3 separate regions of the Sus scrofa genome follow, and regions 2 and 3 are each linked to region 1. A link is a contact called in public Hi-C and promoter capture Hi-C data. All regions are on one chromosome and are shown on one strand. The core of a region is the stretch at or near the end of the contact, and the rest is flanking DNA. Distances in the headings are between cores, read along the strand shown. Region 1 holds the start of TMEM160 (transmembrane protein 160). Region 2 holds the start of BBC3 (bcl-2-binding component 3). Region 3 holds the start of CCDC9 (coiled-coil domain-containing protein 9).

What was found. Promoter capture Hi-C pulls out the DNA fragments that hold promoters and counts their contacts. A called contact is a pair of places that touch in the nucleus more often than the background predicts.
Region 2: a contact with region 1 is called in a promoter capture Hi-C map of fetal liver, with 2.8 times the contacts expected there. The contact joins the promoter of BBC3 here to the promoter of TMEM160 in region 1. A contact is called at or near these places in 2 of 5 promoter capture datasets (fetal liver and liver), 4 of 47 Hi-C or Micro-C datasets (epiblast stem cells, fetal skeletal muscle, heart right ventricle and 1 more) and 2 of 2 datasets of contacts at active chromatin or transcription factors (alveolar macrophages and skeletal muscle).
Region 3: a contact with region 1 is called in a Hi-C map of liver, with 5 times the contacts expected there. The contact joins the promoter of CCDC9 here to the promoter of TMEM160 in region 1. A contact is called at or near these places in 7 of 47 Hi-C or Micro-C datasets (embryonic fibroblasts, epiblast stem cells, fetal skeletal muscle and 4 more) and 2 of 2 datasets of contacts at active chromatin or transcription factors (alveolar macrophages and skeletal muscle).

What each region holds. Positions count from the first base shown.
Region 1 is chr6:52,875,459-52,878,652 of Sscrofa11.1, forward strand. TMEM160 (transmembrane protein 160) reads right to left here and starts at 1,803. Exons shown (of 3, transcript XM_003127241.5): 1 at 1,488-1,803; 2 at 269-361. The coding sequence starts at 1,695.
Region 2 is chr6:53,045,260-53,048,642 of Sscrofa11.1, forward strand. It overlaps BBC3 (bcl-2-binding component 3), which reads right to left and starts at 1,643. Exons shown (of 4, transcript XM_013998533.2): 1 at 1,542-1,643. The coding sequence starts at 1,544.
Region 3 is chr6:53,063,542-53,066,835 of Sscrofa11.1, forward strand. It overlaps CCDC9 (coiled-coil domain-containing protein 9), which reads left to right and starts at 1,636. Exons shown (of 15, transcript XM_021094629.1): 1 at 1,636-1,857.

The DNA of each region.
Region 1 (3,194 bases), core at 553-3,052:
TCAGGTGGAAAAGGGTGAGCATCCACAGCCCTGCCCTGAGCCACCCCCTCAGGTGGGTCCAGTGCCAATGAGGCAGGGATGGGGTGGGTAGAAGGTGGATGCTCACCAGTGAGGCCGAGGCCACTTTTGGTGGGGGAAGAATGAGGGGTTCTAGCCACAGTTGGGGGGGGTGAGTCTACCCCCATGGAGTGGGGTCTGCATTCCCTAGCTGAGGTGGGGGGGGGAGGCGTCTACACTCTCTGGTGGGAGAGCAGGGGTATGTACTCACCATAAGCAGCTTCACGCCCCATATCACTCTGCATGAAAGAGATGACCCCGATGCCCGATGCCAGGAGGCCATTGCGGAACCAGGAAAGGAAGGCTGCGGGGCGGGGGGGGGGGGGGGGAATGGGAGGAAATCAGCAAGGGCCCACACCCTGCCCCTGCCCCTCCCTGACCAACCAGACAGAGGGGCTCCTCTTCATCCCACCGACCCGACCCCAAATCCCCACCTCTTCCTGACAGCCCCCAATCTAAGAACCCCCAAAACCCTCACTGAGCCCCTCTCCCACCCAACTTGGCAACATCAAAGATTCAAGACAGTCTGCAGAATCTGGAGGGGGATCTAGGACCAAAACTGCAGAACCTAAATCTGGGGACGGGAAGATTCCAAGAGGTCAGCTTGGTCAATGTCTCCCTCACATCCCCATGGCCACCCCCTCACTTCCTTCTCAAACCTTCACACCAACCGTTACCCCTCCCCGCTCCCCCAGGCCTCTCTCCAGCCTCCCCGCTCAGTTTACTAAATCCACGCTGCTATCAGGTGTGCTCTTCCTGGAGGTAATTCACATCCACTCAAGTCCCTGGTGTGGCACTAATCGGGGCTAGTCGGGTTACAGCCATCCCCACCGCTACACCTGTCCACGATCTCTAAAGCCCATCCTCTCCAACCCGGACCCCTCCACCCCCACCCAGCACCCTGCCAAATGAGGCCCCACCCCCTGCAGCCAGGAGCACCATGCCCTCCAATCAGCTCAGAGCTGCTCTTCTATTGGGTGTTCCCTCTTCCAACCCAGAACTTGCCCTCTCTTCTGTGGGGATCCACGCTCCCGCCTTATGCAGAGTGGTCGCCTCTTTAATCCGAACTGGCCTCTCCAACGAGGCCCCCCTCTTGTAGGCAACTCCCTCGCCCCTAGCCCTCTTTGAAAGCCTCCGCCATCCGGACAGGGCCGTTTGATAAGGCTGCCTGTCCTGGCCCGACAAAGCTCTCCAGTCCCTACTGAACCTCATTAACCAGACCCGCGGTCGCATCTGCAAGCCCTTCTATGCGGACAGTCTGCGCTCTTGCAGCCAGCGCTTCCCTGCTCTTACACGGAAGCCGTTCCTCCTCCTGAGCCTCTCCCTGGGCCAGGTTTCCAGCAGGGTCCCACCACCATCCGCTAGCGCGCGCGGGCAGCTCAGCTATTCGGAACCCCTACTCCCATCCGAGGCCGACCCCATCCCCAGACCTGTCTCATGAGCCTTCCGAAGGAGCCAGGCATCTGCGCGATCCAGCTCGGACACCGGGGGCGGCGAAGCCCCAGAGCGGGGGCCGTGGCCAGGGGCAAAGGACCCCCGGGCGCCCCCGCTCCGGGGCCGCGGAGGCGGCAGCAGCGCCCCCCGGAAGCGGAGTCGGGCTAGGCGGGCAGCCCGAGCCCACCACCAGCCACCTCCCATGGTTCGCACTACGGCCGCCGCGCACCGCACCGCCCATGGGCTGCCGGTAGGCTGAAGCTCACGTCACTCGAGCTTAGCGGCCTATCTATTGATTATACGCGTGCCACTCAGGCCCGGTACGCACTGCCCATTGGTCAAAATGGCGCTGATCCCGCCTCTGTCATTGTGCCGGTACTGCGCGGCCCACCTTGTTGTTGGAACTGGACTTCAAATCCCAGCGTTCATTGTGCTTGGGGAAGGCGGGTCTTCTGAAGTCGGAGGCGCGATGTCTGCCGGTACTTGTAGTCTTTGCTAAGTAACTTTAATTCTTGGGGCCAAGAAACCAAAACCAAACAATACTTGTGATGCTTAATGTAGAACCTTTGCAAAATCTCGAAGAGCCCAGAAGAGAAAGTAAAACTCAGCATTAATCCCACCAATGAGTGGTTACTGCTAATATTTTTTTTTTTTTTTTTTTTTTTTTTTTGCCAAGCCCCTGGGCATGCACAACTTCCCAGGGATCCAACCCGGGCCACAGCAATGAGAACGCAGGAGCCTCAACCCACTGAGCCACACCAGGGGATTCTGTCTTTTATCGAAAGAGATGTAAAACGTTTGTTATATGAAAAAAATTAATTTGTCAATCACTAATCAATCATGAACATTGACCTGTAGCACTGAATACTTTGCAACGGCATATTTTTTTTTTCTTTTTAGGGCCGCACCCGGGGCATATGGACGTTCCCAGGCTAGGGATGGAATGGGAGCTGCAGCCGCCGGCCCACGTCACAGCTACAGCCACAGCCACGCGGGATCCCAGCCGCGTCTGGGAACTACACCAGAGCTCACGGCAATGCCGGATCCTTAACCCACTGAGCGAAGCCAGGGCTCGAACCTGCAACCTCATGGTTCCTAGTCTGATTCATTTCCAAAGAGCTACGATAGGAACTCCAGCATATTTTTATCTATTATTTATTATTATTTTGTCTTTGCTAGGGCGGTACCCGTGGCATATGCAGGTTCCCAGGCTAGGGGTCTAATCGAAGCTGTTGCCTACGCCAGAGCCACAGCAACGCCAGATCTGAGTCGCGTCTGTGACCCACATCAGAGCTCACAGCAATGCCTTAACCCACTGAGAGAGGCCAGGGATGAACACGGAACCTCATGGTTCCTAGTCAGATTCATTAACCACTGCGTCACGACGGGAACTCCAGCATAATTTTTTTTTTTAATATTATTTAAGAGTTCCCCTTGTGGCTCATAAGTTAATGAACCCAACTAGTATCTATGAGGACGTGGGTTCGATCCCTGGACTCACTCAATGGGTTAAGGATCTGGCATTGCTGTGAGCCGTGGTGTAGGGTCACAGATGTGGCTAGGATCCTGCATTACTGTGGCTGTGGTGTAGGCCAGCAGCTGCAGCTCTGATTGGACCCCTAGCCTGGGAACCTCCATATGCCACGGGTGTGGCCCTAAAAAGACTATATATACATATATATGTATGTGTATATATATATATA
Region 2 (3,383 bases), core at 393-2,892, 170 kb after region 1:
ACAAACCCGCCAGACCGCTGAGGCACCTGCGCTCTCGGACCCTTAGTGCCTCCCGCCCAGCAACCCCAGCCCAGGGTGCCTCGTGGAGGTGGAAGGCAAGGAGAGAGGAAGGCACAGTGTGGGGACACAGCCCCCTCCCCCCGATCACACTGCTCTCCGAGTGCACTACCGCCACCTCCTCCAGGGAGCCCACCGGGCCTGGCCAATCGCGACTGGCGGAGGGTCGGGGTGGGCACACTCACCCCGGGGGCATGAACACGCCGGAGGGGACGATGATGGGGGGCGGGCGGCTTCCTTCAGGAGGGCGCGCCCGCTGAGCGCCGCTCGCTGCGGCGACTGTTGCTGCGGTGGCGACTTCTGCTGCTGCTCTAACTGCAGTGGCTGCTGCTGTTGCTGTTGTAGCGGCGGCTGCTCCTCGGGCCGCAGGCGCGTCTACGTCCTGAACGCCGCTGCTGCTGATTTCGCCGCCGCCGCCGCCGCCTCCAGGCGCCCGCTCGCATGTGGCTCGCGCAGCGTCTCAGGCCGCCGGTCGGATCCCGGGCCCGCTCAGCGGCCGCCCCGCCCCGCCCCGCCCCGCCCCCGTCCCCGCCTCCGCCCGGCGGGTCCCACGCCCCGCCCCCGCGTGACGCCACGGCCCCGTCCGCCCGCTCGCCCGCCGCGGACAAGTCGGGACTTGCAGGCGCGCGCCGCTCCCCCTACCTCGGCGGCGCCGGGGGTTTCCCTGCAGCCGCGGGCGGAGCAGGGCCTCTCCCCCGCGTGGAGGCGCAGCGATCCCGCCGCGCTGATGGCGGGACAGCCGGACGCACACGCACTGACACACTGACACGCTGACTGCGACCCGCAGACACACGCACCCAGAGACTTGTCTGCTGCCTGACCGCCTGGCGCTCCAGGGTACACAAAGTCACGTGCTGACAGGGCACGGAGACACGCCGACTCGCAGACACACCCTGGACAGGGGCGTGGACACACAAACTCACACACTGATGGAGCCCACACGCACACACACATCCAGACCCAAATACATAGCCTGACTTGCTAACAGGATCGCTGGGACTGACGGAGTGACACAATGTCAGGGTCACGCAGTTGTACAAACACCCACACTGCTGAGCACGCCTGGGCCCACAAAACGGCTCTGTTCACAAGCATTCCCACTGAGCGGGTACCCACAACACGCACAGTGGCGACAGGCCCACATAGACACAAGCCGAGGGCTTCTCAGGAAGTAGAAACTTCCTGACGAGTGCTGCTGGACACACACGCACATACACGCAGGACACCTGTCACAGAGACACCTGGACACGCGGCTTGATCTAGATGACAGGACCACAGGGACACACAGGAACACACCCCCAAGCCGGTTCCCAGCTGACACATTAAAACTGGCAGAAATGGCCCCTCACAGACACAGATCAATCAGACAGAAAAAAGACTGACCCCCAACAGACAGTCACAAAGTCACACCTGTGACAGGTTCCTGCTCACTGGCCCACTGATGGGACACGCTCCAGAAGCCATGCACCCCTGACCACACTCACCATGAATCTGGTGGGGGACCAGGGTGAGCAGAAAGCCCTGGGCACTGGGCACGGACATGCCCGGGCAGCCCCTGCACTGACTCTCGCTCGGTTTTCTGCCTTTTGGTTCCCTTTCCCTTCTCGGTTTCCCGTTGTCACTCCTTCCTGTACTCTGATGTAGTGACCTCGGTGACCCCACGGTGTCCCGCCCTCCCCCAGGGCTCTGGGGCTCTGTCGTCCCTGCACCTTTCATTCCCTCCATGTCACAGCCCAAACCAGACTGTGTCATCAGAGGGCCAGGGGCCTCTTGAGTGCTCAGTTCTGGGCTGGCTAAGAAGGGGTGCCAGACTTGAGCAGAGGTGCACTTGTTCAGGCTCTCAAGCTCCACTCTCTCCAGGACCAGACCCTTGGATTTTCCAAGAGAAGCAGAAAATGTTAAAATCTCATGTGTAATCCCCCTACTTTCAGTACTGGGGACTAATTCAGCCTCCCTCTCTCCTCTTGCTTTCCCTCATTCATTCCCTCATTCATTCATTCATTCACTCCCCCCTCCTTCCTCTCTTCCTTCCAGTGTTTTTCAAACTCAGGGTCATGACCCACATGCGCAAACCATGATTGTGGACTTCTGTGGATCTTTATTGTGTTTTATTCAAGTTTATTGAGATATATTTACATGCCATATAATTAAATTTTTCGGTGTTTTTAGTGAGTTGGGACAAAAGCACATTATTGCACACCATCACAATCAAGATTTGGACAATTTCTGAAGTTCCCCGGTGGCTCAGCAGGTATTGTCAGTGCACTGGGTCTGGTTGCTGCTGTGACACAGGTTCGATCCCTGATCCATCCAGGAACTTCTGTGTGCCACAGGTGCAGGCAAAAACCAACCAAAAAAGCAAATTAGAATCTCATTTAAAAACTCATGAAGTTGGAGTTCCCTTCGTGGCTCAGCAGGTTATGAACTCCACTAGTAACAATGAAGACGTGGGTTCAATCGCTGGCTTTTCTCAGTGGGTTAAGGATCCGGCATTGCCATGAGCTGTGGCTTACTTAGTTCACAGACGCAGCCCAGATCTGGCGTTGCTGTGGCTGTGGCATAGGTCGGCGTGGCTACAGCTCTGATTCGACCCCTAAGCCTGGGAACCTCATATGCCACGGGTGCAGCCCTAGAAAGCAAAAAAAAAAAAAAAAACAAAAAACATAAAGTCAAAGGAAAATATTGTTTGATGAAAATATTTTTTATGATAGCGAACATACACCAAGTCACAGAGAAAGTGGCTGTGTTTCTGACTGTAGATCAAGTCTAAAGGCGTTTGAGAAATGCTGCCTTGGACATTTTTAAACGAGATCACACACAGATGTCAGTGAGCACAACATCTCACACGTGGTGAGGTATAACCTACTACAGGTTAGCCGTTATCACTAGTATTACTGCGTGTGGCAGTGAAGTTGGGAGAGGGGCTCATGGAGCAGACTGAACCCTTTATTCACTGATCAGTGCCCTAAAGCTGCTTCATCTAGGACTGGACACCAGGAAGCCAGATATGCTAGAATATTCTTCTGAGAAGAAAATGAATGTGAAAGAATCTGGTTTGTTGCTGTGGCTGTGGTATAGGCCAGTGGCTACAGCTCCAATTTGACCCCTAGCCTGGGAACCTCCATATGCCATGGGTGGGGCCCTAAAAAGACGCCCCCCCCCAAAAAAAAGACAAAAAATGAATCTGGCTTGGTGGGTAGGGCTGAAAGCAGATGAGAGGGCCAAGGATCCACCAGACCATAAGCATTTGCACCTTCCCACTATCTAGTCCAGATTCTTTTTCCAAATTCTGCCATCGTATCATCCCAGACCAGGGGTCTCAAACT
Region 3 (3,294 bases), core at 386-2,885, 190 kb after region 1:
GGAACTCCTAAGTTAAGAATCTTTTTTCTTGGAGTTCCCGTCGTGGCGCAGTGGTTAACGAATCCGACTAGGAATCATGAGGTTGCGGGTTCGATCCCTGGCCTTGCTCAGTGGGTTAACGATCCGGCGTTGCCGTGAGCTGTGGTGTAGGTTGCAGACGCGGCTCGGATCCTGCGTTGCTGTGGCTCTGGTGTAGGCTGGCGGCTAAGCTCCAATTAGACCCCAGCCTGGGAACCTCCATATGCCGCAGGAGAGGCCCTAGAAAAGGCAGAAAGAGAAAAAAAAAAAAATTGGAAGAGGAAAAAGGATGAGAAGTATGTAATTTTCAAATGGGTGGTTTTAAGGAAGGCCCCTAAGAGGAGGTGACATTTGAATAAAGAGCTAAAAATGATATAGTGAATTTGGCAGGTATTTGGGGGAATTTTAAGAGAATTAAGTTATATGCGTGGAGAAGGTCTCTGAAAGGCTGTTCCCAATAACTATGTAAGTGGCAGGTGATTGCCAGGTACTTCCCTTTTCCACGATTTAAATCACAAAATGAAATTACTGGCCACCTCAGGGAATCCAGCCTCCCACTTATGTCATCCCCTGTAAGGGTGTCCCATCACTTTTTGTTGTTGTTGTTCTTTTCTAGGGCCGCACCCACTACATATAGAGGTTCCCAGGCTAGGGGTCTAATCAGAGCTGTTGCCACCGGCCTACGCCACAGCCACAGCAACGCAGGATCTGAGCTGCATCTGCGACCTACACCACAGCTCACGGCAACGCCGGATCCTTAACCCACTGAGTGAGGCCAGGGATCGAACCCAAAACCTCATGGTTCCTAGTTGGATTCATTTCCGCTGAGCCACGACATGAACTCCACTGTCACATTTATTATCACTTGTAATAACATGTTAATTATGTTTGTTTTGGTTAATGCATGTTACCCTCTGGACTCTAGGCAATCCAGCAGATCTTTCTCTGAGCTTCTGCAATTCCTAGAATGCACCAAGCTCACTCATCACAGGACCTTAGCACAGGCTGTGTGTCCTCTGCCTGGGCGCCTAGCCCCCTCACCCTCAGCCTCTCTTCCCGTCCCTCTTGCAAGCCATCTCACACATTTTTGTTTTCTGTTATTTCACATATACTTACGTCTTCCCTCAAGAGGACAGGGATGGGGTCTGCCTTGTTCATCATTTTGACACGCCCCCTCACGCCCAATTCCCCATCCTCCCAGCACAGAGCCTGGCACTCAGTGCTGACTGATTTTTTGCTGTGTCCCCGCCACGCGGAAGTTCTGAGGCCAGGGATAGAACCTGAAGTACAGCACCGACACCACCAGATCCTTAACCTGCTAGGCCACTAGGGACACCCTCAACGCTGATTTAGAGGGTGAAGGAAGGATTCTTTCGGTTGAAAATTTTGTCTCTACAACTAATTCTAAGGTTTCATTAGCAGAAGGGTGGGGGAGCATCCACCCCCTGCACAAGCTGGTAAGTCAGGATTCCAGGTTATCATTGCCCAGGGCAGGGCGCCGATTTACTGGAACCAGGAAAGGGGAGAAACAGGAAGCAGGTAGAGGCCAGAGAGAGAAGACGCTGTCTCCTCCCCCTGGAAGGTGGTCGTTCAGGCAGAAGGCAGTACAGCAAGCTTCCGGAACACCCTTGTCGACCCGCTTATCTCACTTTGCGCCTCTACCCAGACGCGAGCGGCGCCTTTAAGGCTCCCGGAAACGAGCCAGAACAACCGGAAGTGACCCTCGTTAGTTCCCCTCTTCACGTGGTGCGGGCCGGAAGTGACGCGCGGGGCCCGGGAGCTGCCGACGCGGAGGCCGACGGAGCCGGAGTAGCGGACGCCGCGGGGTCTCCGGGACAGGTGACCCTAGGAGGGGGCCGGGAGCGCGCCCGGAGAGGGCGGGGCCTGATGCCCACGTGGGGGAGCTGGCGCGAGCGCAGGCGGGGTAGCGAGCAGCCCGCGGGGGCGGGGTCAGATACTCTGCGGGGGGCGGGGACTGGACGCCCACAAGGGAGGCTAGGGGTGGGTGCTGGCTGGGCGGAACGTCGGCGGGTGGGCAGGGCTGGGGTGGGCCAGTCTGCGGGCGGGTCCGGAGTGTAGGTGGGCAGCTGAGGGCGGGGCCCAAAAGTTGTGCCGGGGCTGGGGGCGGGGCCAATGGAAGCCAGCGGTGCGGGCGGGGCCGGGACTCCCGGCGGAAAACGCTGGGGGCGGAGCCAGAAAGTTTTTCCTGTCCTGAAAGTGGGTCCTGGAAGTCAGGGGTGGATCCAGAGGCTGATGCGACGGTGAGGGCAGGGCCAAAAAGAAGCGGGGGAGCTGTGGGCGGGGCCAGGTACTGGCTAGGAATGATGAGGGTGGAGCCGGAAAGTTTTGCAGGCGCCAGGAGCTTCCCCACAATGTGGTGAAGCTCGCCGTGGAGCTCGAACCTTGCCTTGGGGCGCGCCGGGGGCGGGGCCAAATATTGGCGCGACGAGGCGGGTGCAGAGTCCGGGGCGTGGCCAGGAGGTTGGCCGGGCAAATCGTGTAGGGACCACAAATGTTGACTCGTGAGCTGGAGGCGGGCCTGGTGTAATAACGCGAGAAGGAGGGGGCGGGCTTAGGTTGCAGCCTGGGGATCTAGGGGGCGGGGCCAGAGTGTTGGCTGGGAAAATCCGAAGCCGGGTTGAGGGGCGACAGCTTCTTGACGCGAGCGTGCGGGCGGGGTCGGAAAGTTTTGGCTTTGCCCGGGGTGGGCCGGTGGCGTTCCGACCGGCTGGAGAACGGAGCTTTTTCCCTGGAAAGCCGCAGGCGGGCCAGAAAGTTTTGACCGTGTAGAGGCGGGTACAGTATTCTCTAGGGAGGTCGCATCAGGCCCAGGAAGCCTCGCCAGTGAGTACTGGGTCTGTTTGGGGAATCTTTATAGGGGTGCGGGGAAGCAGGGGCACCTTTCTTGGGATGCTGGGGGCAGCGAATAAGGAGTGCGGTTCAGACTCTTTGAGTGTGGGGTTATGAGACGGTTCTGAAACTCCTTGGAAAGAGCCAGATCTAGACTGTTAACGGGGATGTGAGCGGCACCAGAACGGGCACAGGGAGTTGGGCCTAGAACTTTCTTGTGCAGGTCGGGGGAGAGGCTCGTTACCTAAAGCTCTCTTGGGATGGAGACCCGAGGTAAAACTCCCAGCATAGGGGTGTGGAGACTGAACTAGAATTTTCGTTTGGAAGAGAGCAGTGTCGGATGTTTCCCTAAGTAATGGGGGCGTGGTCAAAACTTTCCCAAGGTGGGTGTGACTACGTTGTTTACGTGGAAAGTAGGTGGGCCCA